2 separate regions of the Gossypium hirsutum genome follow, and region 2 is linked to region 1. The links are chromatin contacts, called in public Hi-C maps. All regions are on one chromosome and are shown on one strand. Each heading gives the region's core, a stretch centred on a gene start, on an enhancer-like site or on the middle of the called end of the contact. The rest is flanking DNA. Distances are from core to core; before and after follow the strand shown.

Region 1 (6,058 bases), core at 1,887-4,386:
TAAAAAGCTAATGACGAGAATGTAACAGCCATAAGCATATCAAAGAACAGAGTGCATTTGAAGCATGATACAGCATCCAACTCCTTCGCCTTATGATACGTGCATAATCCAGAGTTGCATGTGGGATGACATTAAATATGCTTTCCATATTTGGAATATAAAATATAAAGAAATCAACAGTGAGAGTGAATGATATTGTTGACGTTGATAATAATGGCATTGATATATGATCATCTTACAACCATGTCACTGTGAGAAATTATGTAATGTTATCAACCTGGAATATGTAATCAAAGTCAACAAAGATCTCTGTGCCAAACTCCAAATACATGCTGCCTCAATTGTGGCAGTGCTTTTTAACCATTACTGCAGGTGGCCCACCTCTCAAAGTCATCTTCTGATTATCTGATATTGATCCAGAATGTGTTTTTCGCCTTCTCTTTTCCCTCTCAGTATTTAGCTTCACTGGAGAAATATTAACTCCAGATGCCATGGCCATCATAGCAACACGTATCTTGCTAACTCCAGAGATTAAAAATAGAAATGTAAACTAAAGTATATCATTGCATTATAATAGCAGTCAGTATGACGCTTTGTTCTACGCACATGCATTAGAAAATTGAATCCATATCATATTCTGCATCACTTATGATATCTGTCCTAGCAAAGATTTATATTAATAGCAGGGTTTAACGGGAACTATGGTAATTAAATGAATGATTGTATGGACACAAAGGGAGAGAGGTGAGTAGCAAAGCCCAAAAGGAGAAAACGATTGAGTTGGCATGTAAGTCTCATCCAAGGAAAATAGAAAAAGAAAAGAGATGAGATGAACTGAGATGCGTGTATACTGAAAAGTAGCTATTACTTACATCAATAAGTTTGCTGGGTGCTCTAAGTGCACTATGCGCTGACTCCATGTGTTTGTAAGTAATGAAACCATAGCCACGAGATTTTCCTGTGGCTTTGTCATAGATGACAGCCCCTTCTTCTATTTCTCCATGCATTCGAAATGCCTAGACCAAAAAATTTGGCTCAATCCATTCAGTTTAAATGGATCTGAGTTTAAAAGTTCAGACATATAATTATAATAATAAAATTTATTAATATAATGCAGAGGTGTATAATTATAGGAAAAAGACAACCCAAAACTCTATATCATGTGGGATATCAAGTGGGACAATCACAGAAAACACAAACAGCAATCAGCAATGCACTCACAGCACACAAGGTTTCTGAAGTGGTATTCCAGGCTAAGCCACGAACAAAAAGCTTTCGATGTACAGGATCTGAACTGGCAATACTTTTAATTTCTTCAGCAATCGAAGGATATTGGGACCCTCTTTATGCGTCAACATGCACATAAACACACATCTACAGAGTCAATCACACAGCATACAATTTCAAGCAACAGTCGTATAGCACACATTCACTTAACACAAGCATCACACTCTCACACACACAATGAACTGCATAGGGAGAAGATTCTATGCCACAATAGTCTTTAATTCTTTATATGCCAACCCTCTCATTTCACAATAGTCTTTAATCCAGCTCTAAAGATTTACAATTTTGTTGCTCCATATTTGCTGGTACGATTGCTGATATTTTGTTGGTCCATATTTTATCCAGCTGAATCTAATTAAAAAAAATTAGAGAACTTTTCTTGACACGATTGCTGATATAAACAAAGCACTTCAGTCCCCTTATATTCTTCTAATATTTCATGAAAGCAAAATAATACATATGCTTTACAACAGTGCCTCTTTTACATTTTAGAGCTTTCCAGAATCAAAATCACTTCACTCGCGATTAATGTACTCTCTTCAAGAGCATACAAAGAAGGTGTAACACTGTTTTTCGGACATATAGAGTATGTTTCACTCATGTCTCTCCTATATAGAACTTCTGGAAGAATAAATGATAGTTGCACTAAAAATTTGGTCTAACATCTATTATGATTCCAGATGTAAAAAGAACATATCAAGACCCTTACAGCAGAAAAATGAGGTAATGTTCTTAAAAAAGCCATATCCTTAACTAAGTGCATCTAAAATAGGAACTAAACCTCAGGAAAAAGTATAACAATAAGAAGGCTTTTAATTCCAAAGGCCAATACAGAAACATCCTAGAATTAAGTGTCAAACTGAAGCATGCAAAAATGGCCCATTATGGGAAGGAAAATGCATAAAGCAGATGTAAAAATACTCAAAAAAATATTCTTTATAAATATACCTAAAAGATCCTATGCTTCGGCGAATCTAGCATAAACAAACAAGTATTTTAGCTATCCATAAATTGATCAAAACCAAAATTGGACGTTTTAAAATTTTACAAGGTCAAGCTCATTAGAGCAGTAATTATAATAACTACAATGCTAACAAGGTCAAGAAGTTCAAGTTTAACAACTAATCTTAAACTTAAGCTAAAAACTTCCAGAAACATTAAGAAAAATATAAAAGAAATTCCCCTAGAATTAACCACAGCCCCCCGCGCCCCGACCTTAGCCCCCCAAAATTCAGAACTGGCCAAGCAGCTATGAAGTATTGCTGTTCACATTTTCGAAGTATAAAATAAATAAATTTACTTCAACAGCTGGTATAGCTTTACTTGATGGACTTTTATAACTTGAAAACAAACTTGAAAAACCATTAAAATGCAACTAATTCACCAAAACCTTAAATTTGACCAAACCAACTCTCAAAAAACCCAAAACAGACAAGGAAAGAAAACCCAGAAATCCTCATTCACTATCATTGAAATTTTACATCGGTTTTTTATAAGAAAATAAAAGAAATTGAGAAAATAAGGGAAAGGCATAAACATACAGTCTAGAAAGAAGATCGACGAGCTGGGATTTAGCAAGAGGGTCAAGCAAAGAACGTAGCTCTTCTTGAGTTGATAACTGGTCGTTGTTTCCCATCTCTTCCATCTTTCTCTTCTTCAAATCCTCCATTTATTTTGCTTTCCTTTCTCGGCTTTGTTTCTGTCTGCAAAAATGGGCTGTTTTGTTCACGAGTTTACGAGGGTTTTTAGGTTAAGGATGGAATTGTCTTGTTTTGGGTAATATTAAGATATGAAATGAAACCTTGTTGTTTGTAAACACTGTTACAATATCCGCCTTACAGTTTCTGGTTCTTACAATTAAAGCCCAAAGTATTTGAGATGGACTTATTGTATGAGGGTGGGCGTGGAACAATCAATTTGTCCAATCTGGGGCGGGAGTTCTAGCCTAGGGTCACCAGGTGAAGTCATTCTTGTTTACCTATTAACAGCTTACATTCTTATAATTTTTACATGATTATTTTATGTTTCAAATAAAAGTAACATTTTACCAATTACTTAATTTATTATATATATTAAGTATAATATAATTTATAATCTAGCACGGTTTGAAAAAAACTTTTAACTAATGAAAATGCCATTTATTATCTATTTATTACTAAATTGGCAATTTATTAATTATTTCTAATTATGATGTGATAATAACAAAAGTACTATTAATTTATTAATTATAATTAGATAAATTAAAATAATATCAAATGTAATTTAATTAATTATTATATAATAATATCAAAAGTGATTTAGCTGTAGATAAAATTTTATTTTCACATTTCTTGTAAATAAATATTATAAAATATTATTCTATAAATAATAATTATAGTTATTTATTAATAGTGTTTTTATATAAAATATTATTGATATAAATTATTGATAATCAAGTATTTTTAGAGTAATTAATTAGATAAATAAATAATTTTTAAAATTTTGAATTTTATCCAATGAGATTTTGAGATGAAAGACAAATGATAATTTTATATTTTAGATATTTTACCCATGAATATATTAAAATATGAGAGCATATTAATATGTGTGGTGATGGAATATATTTTGAAAAAATTTGAGACCAAAAACAATCCTAACCACAAAAAAAAAATTAAGAGGTTTGATTTTTACCCTCTCAGTGTCTTTTAAATTAAACTAAATTAGTTTAATAGGCTAAACTTTTTAATTAAGTCTTTAGGCTGATTTAAAATCTAATTAGGGAAATAGGTCGTTTTTAGGATAGAGAAAGTGAAAGCGTGTCCAACTGAACACGCTTTCTGCACATATAGCAGGAAAGTACGCCCAGTTGGACGCGCATTTCCTTTTTCTCTCCAGTGTTAGGGCTTTTATTTTTTTAGGATTGGGATTTTGTGTTTTTTTAGGGTTTAAGGTTTTTGACTGAAACAGAAAGAGTTCTTAGGTAGTTTTGAGGGGTCGGGGATATGATAACGCGTATCAGCACACATACATTTTATATGTCATGGCAGGATAGGACCATCCTTAGAAACCCATCGTGGGGAAATTAGGTTTTAGGGTAATAATACTTAATACAATCAAGGGTCGAAGTCTAGGTGGAGACCTAATCACCGGTCGTGATGTGGTCACAGGTTCGAGTATAACCAGGGGGCTAGGTGACATTCGTTACGCAGCAAGAGTTCAAGCTTTTTGGATACCCATAAAAATGCCCTATATATACCATACATAAGATTTATGTAATAATCATACGGAAAAACTCTGGGAATTTCTGGTGTAATCAACGTAATTTTTTTCTCTATTTCCAAGCAGCCGATCTCTTTATCCTTTCATTCTTGTTTGAAGGCTAACACCAAGGTGGACATAAGAGGGCTCTCAGGTGGAGAGCGGATGTTTCGGCATAATAGAAGTCAAACTCGGGTTGATGCGATTGTAACACCCCTAACCTCTCTTTGTTGCCGGATTAAATTTACGGGATATTACTACAGTTTATGAATCCAATGACAACATAAAACCAGCCAGTATTAATTTAAATATCAAATATTCAAAACCAATCTTTATTCATAACATATATACGAATATGATCCTTAAATCGAGCTTATGGAGCTCTAAAACCAGTTTGGAAACAAATAGGGATTAATCTAAAACAAAATAGAAAAATATGATAAAAATTGACAACAGAAGTCACACGACCGTGTGGCCAGGCCGTGTGACAGATCCCAGACCGTGTGGTTAAAAAACATGGTTGTGTGGCCAACCGTGTGACAAGGCCTAGACCATGTAATTCAGTGACACAGTCATGTTGCCAAGCCATGTGGAAAAACCTGCACCTAAAAATTAATAAGACACACTGTTGTGTTGTAACACCCATAACCTGTACCCGTCGCCGGATTAAGGTTACGGAGTATTACTGTACAATTCATAACAATTAATAACAGATAATATCAAGTTTAACAAATTTAATTAACAATTCATAAATAATTAGATATGAGTGAAACGTATAGTTATGGACTATAAATCAAGCCTACATAGCTTTAAAAATAGTTTATGAACAATTAGGGACCAATTTGAATCAAAACAGAACGTTTAGGGAAAAAATGAAAATTTTCAAAATAGGGGTCACACGGCCGTGTGTCCAGGCCGTCTGACAGAGCCCAAACCGTGTGGCTCTAAGCACATCCGTGTGGCTACTCCACACACCCATGTACTCACCCGTATGTCCACCCATGTAACTTACTACCTTGGCTTACATGCCCATGTCTTTGCTAGTGTGTTTACCCGTGTAACTCACCGGCTTAGGTCACACGGTCGTGTTGCAAGCCATGTGCTAGCCCATGTGAACCCTGCACCTAACACGCTCGTGTGGGTTTCCCATGTGTGACACACGATCATGTGACAGCTCGTGTCCCAGGCTGTGTATGCCCAAAAAATGACCCAAAACATGCCCATTTCATATCCAAATGCTTAAATACCTAAACCAATTCTCAACACATGCTTATAAGACTTCAAAATGCATTTCAATGACACCCAAAACATGCCAAACCAATCATCCTAAAGTCTAACCAATGTCTCATCAATGACACAACATTTCAAACACTTAACATTACACCTACCTAGAATTACATTACACAAGCCTCAACTCATTCAAACAACTTGCATTCAATTCTAACGTACCTTGCTTAATTCATATCAAACTTACTATTCCATGTTTGACCACTCATGCTTAAACTTGGAACTTAATATGCTTACCACATTAGTT
Region 2 (5,253 bases), core at 2,169-4,668, 140 kb after region 1:
CATCATCTTTTTGATGTTCCACTAAAAAACTAAAAGCATTTCACCATTTTTGAAGCTTCATATTCGGTTAGCATAGGAACCTTACATATCAAGATTCCGTAGATACTCGTGGAAAAGGAAAAATAGTGAAATAGCTCTTGAACTTCTGTAACTACTACAATTCAGTCCAAGTAAGTTCGTACGGTTTAAAATTTAACATCTATATGATTTGTTGAATAGTATAACATGATACAATACATGTTTAATTGTTGATAATGAATTACTATTTGAGATTTGTTATTGAATTTGATGTTCAGATTGGATTAAATGCGGGATAGAGTATAGTCGTGATATGGCGTGTTGTGGGGATTAGAATGGAGAGGACTTTGGAGAGATGTATATATTTATTTCCAGAGTAAACCGAGATTCAGCATTTATTGTGAACTCTTGTGTTATACTCTATGTTTGGCGTGTTTCGGTTAGACTAGCTCTTATGAGCACTGGCGTGTTTCAGTTGGATCAACTCTTATGAGCATTTGGTGTGTTTTGGAGGGATTGGCTCGTATGAGCATTTGGCGTGTTATGGTTGGACTGACGATATGCTCCTATCTGTAAGTCGTTCCTTGAATTGAAAATCTCGTTAAGATAATTTGTTTAATGAATTTGGTGAATTTGCTATACATTTGAGTATTAAATTGAATGTATGTGATTTATCAGTTGAGATTATGGATGACAAGGAACCTTCATTGTTGAATTGATATTGTTTGAATTGTTGTATTTATTTCTATACTCGGAAGGTTGGATGATCTGATCAGCACTTAAGTCACACTATCCAGCATAACTCGGTAGTTTTTGGAACGTTTATTCCAGATTATATGGCACGTAATAGGTTTGACTGTTGATACTAATGTTTTGGATATGTAAATAGTTAAGTATAAAGTTGGCTGTATAAGTTATTTTGGTTGATACCTTTTTGGTACTTTTGATGTCTTAATAATATGTATTAAAGTGGTGATGCATATTTGAATGGCCAAATTAGTAGGTGATGAATTGATTATAGTATAGCTAAGATATGGTATGTTTGAGATGTTATTGAATTAGATGTTAGGTTTGAGTAAGTGATAAGTTGTGTTTGAAGATTTGTTTTGATATAAAATTGTATATACTTGTGGTACCTGAGGGTACATTGGTTAGGCATTTAATAAGTTGATTTGGTATATTTTTGGCTTGATTAATGTCACTTTGAATAGGTGTTTTGGTTGGTAAATTGTTTACTTAGGACCCAAGTAAGCTTGAAATGGTAAACTTGTTGTTTAAGGTTCATTATAGGTCCACAAGGCCTGAGACACGGGCGTGTGTCTCAGCCGTGTATGACACACGACCATGTGTCCTCTGTAGATTTAGGGCTCCCAAGTCAGGCAGTTACAGGGCCTAACACACAGCCTGGCACACGGGCATGTGAGGCTATTTCGAGTGTTACACGGCCTAGCACACGGGCGTGTGGCTTGGCCGTGTAACCGAACTCAGAGAGTTACACAGGCGAGGACACGGGCTAGGACACGGTCGTATGTCCCTATTTCAAAGGTTACACAGCCTAAGACACGGGCGTGTGTCTCAACTGTGTGAGACACACGGCCTAGCCACACGGCGTGTGACCCCTACAGTCCAAATTTTCTAACTTTTTCTTGAAATTTCCAAATGTTTTCGGTTTAGTCTTGAATTGTTTCTATAGTATTTTTAGGGCCTCGAGGACTCGATTAAGGGACGTTATGAATGTAATTGAATGTAATTATATTATGTTTGCATTGATGGATGAATTGAATGGTTTATTGTTCTGTTTATACGGTAATGCTCTGTAGTCCTATTTTGGCGATAGATACGGGTTAGGGTGTTATAGGGACAATAAACACAAGAGTTTGTATGATGCCTTTATGGCGTGTTATGTTTGGCTCTTGTAGCGTGATTTGTCATGTATGTCTGGTAAGTTATGTATATCTATTTTTATGGTAAATTATGGATAAATTCTGTTAGATTTGTAATAAGTATGGTTAAGATAAGGTATTGATATGCTCAGGGTTAAAGGTTGAGTAAGATTTGTGAAATAATTGAATAAGTTTTTGAAAAGAACTGTGTATTTGTATATTAATAAAGGTATCCGCCATGATGGTCTGATAATGTTGGATATTGATATATTCATATCTATGTGTGACCTAAGAATTTTTCATTGTGGGTTTGTTTGTGTTATGAAATGGTTGAATCAGAGTTATATGGAATCTGTCATATTTGGGTGGTATAATGACTATCTGAAATCATATGAAATCTTATTATTGATTATTTTGAGCGTCAGGGTTTCTGGAGTAAAATGACATGGAAGTCATCTAATTGATCTACGTACTATACTATTAGTATGGGTTAGGTGGTATTGAATCAGAGTGTGATTTGATTAATAGTTTGATGGTCTTCTGATCTACATAAGTATTCGCCAAAATTTGTATGTATTCGGCCATGATTTATGTTTACTGAACAATTGCTTTGAGATAAGTACAAGTATTAGGATGTGGTCTGTATGAAATAGATTCTGAAGGTATGTTCTGCCTGGAAGTACATATGTAAACAAGAGAATTAAGAAATGTCTGAAAGAATCTTCAATTAGTTAGAAAAGAAAGAAGTGGTATACTAAGAGTATGATAGTTAGTGTGTATGTGTGTATCAAAACTGTAGTGGAGTTTGCTCGATTTAAGGGGTTCAAAAGAAAGATTGGCACATATGTGTTCTTTTTAAAAAATAAAGTATTCACCAAGGTAATTTATACTAATGCTCACTAAGTTCTTTTGAACTTATAAGGTTGTGGTGTCTATAGTTAACAAACTTCTTTATTGTAATGATTTGTATCATGTCTGATGTAATAAGTATTTTTAAATACTCCCTCTGTTTTTAGATATTAAGTTTTTCAATTAAAATGATAAATAAAAAATTTAAAAAGATGGGAAATTGTAATTTGTTATGTTAAATTGTTAAGTATTGTGTGTAGTAACACCCGAAATCCAAATCTGACAAATCAGGTGGAAGGCGTTACAAAACTAGTCAAACACATTTAGGAAATTATTGTTCCTTGTAATTACTAGAACATAATATAATTACCCTTTTATTTTATTTCATGATTTTCAGAATCGAAACAAGCCACAGTTGATTTAACTAGAATCGATAGGGGTATCAGCCCGTGAATTGGTACTTACCAAGCTAAAAGAACTGATTCAACTAATTTTTTTTATATTTTTTATAATTTTTTAATAATTTATCTAAAGAAATCCTCGGAAATTTTAAAGAAATGAAAAGATCAAACCCAAATAGATAGAAGAAAAGAAAGGAAGGCAGCAAGCCCAAAAGGCCTAAAGCAATAATAGAAATCCGGAAGACAATAGAGTGAAATATGTATGTATGACTAAAACAAAGATCTTTGGAGCAGAACAATACATGTCCGAACTGGACCGGAACTATCTCTAAACGAGAACTATCTATAAACGAGAACACTTTAAAATAGGACACAGCAAACCAAATCAATCTCTTCCAAAACAAATGCAAAGCGAAGCCGTGAAGTTTTTCATTTCAAGTCCAAAAAGTCCCTCCCTCGCCCTCTCTTACCCCTACCCCTGCCTTCAATAATATCTCTTTCGAAATAACCAACATATACATACCTTTCAACTTTCTCTCTAAATCTCTGTACTTTACTTGGATTTGGATAGGATTTTTGCATCGTCGGCAGCTTCTTCCTTTAATTTCCTTCTCTCTTTCTCTCTCTCTGGGCAACTTCTCGTTAGGGTTTTTGTGGGTTGGTGTTTTCCTTCAACAAAGAGAACATCTTTTACTGCTTCGTCTTTTTATTTCTCGGTATGGACTATGAAGTTTGCGATAGTAGTGGTATGTTGCATTTATTAATGTCATAATTGTTGTATTAAACAATGTTGCTGTTTCTGGGTTCATTTTTCTTCTTCACCTCCTTTTTTTCCTTTCGATATTTGAAAATTGGATAATGGGTGCATTCATTTTCTTTTTGGGTGGGGGTAAGATTAGAAATGAGGGTTTAGGGTTTAATTAATTGGGGTCATTGACTTTTTGATAAATTTCATTGCGGAAAGGCTGTTGTTTGGCTTTTGCTTTCTGGGTAACTTTTGGGTTTTATTTCGACATTTTTTATTTGAATTCTAAGTGGGATTCAAATATAGAGAACTTCAGTATATAATTTCTTTTTTCTGTTTGAGAGAAAAAAGCAATTTTCTTTTCTCTCTCTCTCTCTCTCTCTTTCAATTCTTTGTCCATATTATGCTAGATTTTTTGTTACTATACAAGAAGATTCATGATAAATCCATTTATTTCCATATTTTTTTATGTATATTTGTTCGATTGCATTTCCTTATAACTGTTCTTTTGAGCCTTGCAAACAAGGGCATCAGAATACTATTAATTGCCCTGGATGCCTCTATGCTGCTTGGTCATTCTTGTTTTTATAATGACAACAGGTACCGATGATGATTTGCCTCCTTCACATCCAACTAGAGTTCCAATAAGGGGTAATATTGCTGGAAATGGAAGATCTATTGTAGGTTCTGCTTCATATTCTAGGATGCATTCTGACATGGAGGCCCAAATACATCTACTTGAGCAAGAAGCTTACTGTGCTGTTCTGCGTGCTTTTAAAGCTCAATCCGATGCCATTACTTGGGTATGATGTATTTACACTTGTTGGACTTGGTTTTAATTTGCTTTCCTGTTTATTTCATGTTGATCGGGTTTCCATGCTTTGGCATATGCTGGCATCTTCAGGAAAAGGAAGGCCTGATAACAGAACTTAGGAAAGAACTGAGGGTGTCAGATGATGAGCATAGAGAGCTTCTGACTAAGGTTAATGCTGATGATATTATCAGAAGGATAAGGTTCGGATGCTTCATGAATTACTCTGACTTCAGGGTCCAGTGATTGATTATTATTCTGTTTAATGGATTATAAATGGGCAATTGTATCAGGGACTGGAGGCAAAGTGGTGGGAACCAGCCTGCGAGACTTGGTGCATCTCATAGCGTCCACAGTATTTTGCCTAGTCCAACTGTTTCAGCATCTCGCAAGAAACAGAAGACATCTCAATCGGTAAATCTCCCTACCATTGCTGGTGGAATAACAAGTTTTAGAACATTATTAGTAGTTCTTTGTGTTAAGCTTTCTTCTTTGGATGCTAGCTAGCAAAGCTGCTTTAGGAGCTTGGACCAAATGCAAGAAGCA

What was found. Hi-C and Micro-C count contacts between places; a contact is called where the count stands out from the background.
Region 2: a contact with region 1 is called in a Hi-C map of leaf, with 4 times the contacts expected there. The contact joins the promoter of LOC107899744 here to the promoter of LOC107899743 in region 1. A contact is called at or near these places in 8 of 34 Hi-C or Micro-C datasets (callus, hypocotyl, leaf and 2 more).

What each region holds. Positions count from the first base shown.
Region 1 is chrD04:25,686,288-25,692,345 of Gossypium_hirsutum_v2.1, forward strand. LOC107899743 (UBP1-associated protein 2C) reads right to left here and starts at 3,137. Exons shown (of 6, transcript XM_016825527.2): 1 at 2,829-3,137; 2 at 1,222-1,342; 3 at 873-1,016. The coding sequence starts at 2,956.
Region 2 is chrD04:25,830,795-25,836,047 of Gossypium_hirsutum_v2.1, forward strand. It overlaps LOC107899744 (protein EMSY-LIKE 1), which reads left to right and starts at 3,419. Exons shown (of 10, transcript XM_016825528.2): 1 at 3,419-3,897; 2 at 4,497-4,699; 3 at 4,801-4,910; 4 at 5,001-5,121. The coding sequence starts at 3,870.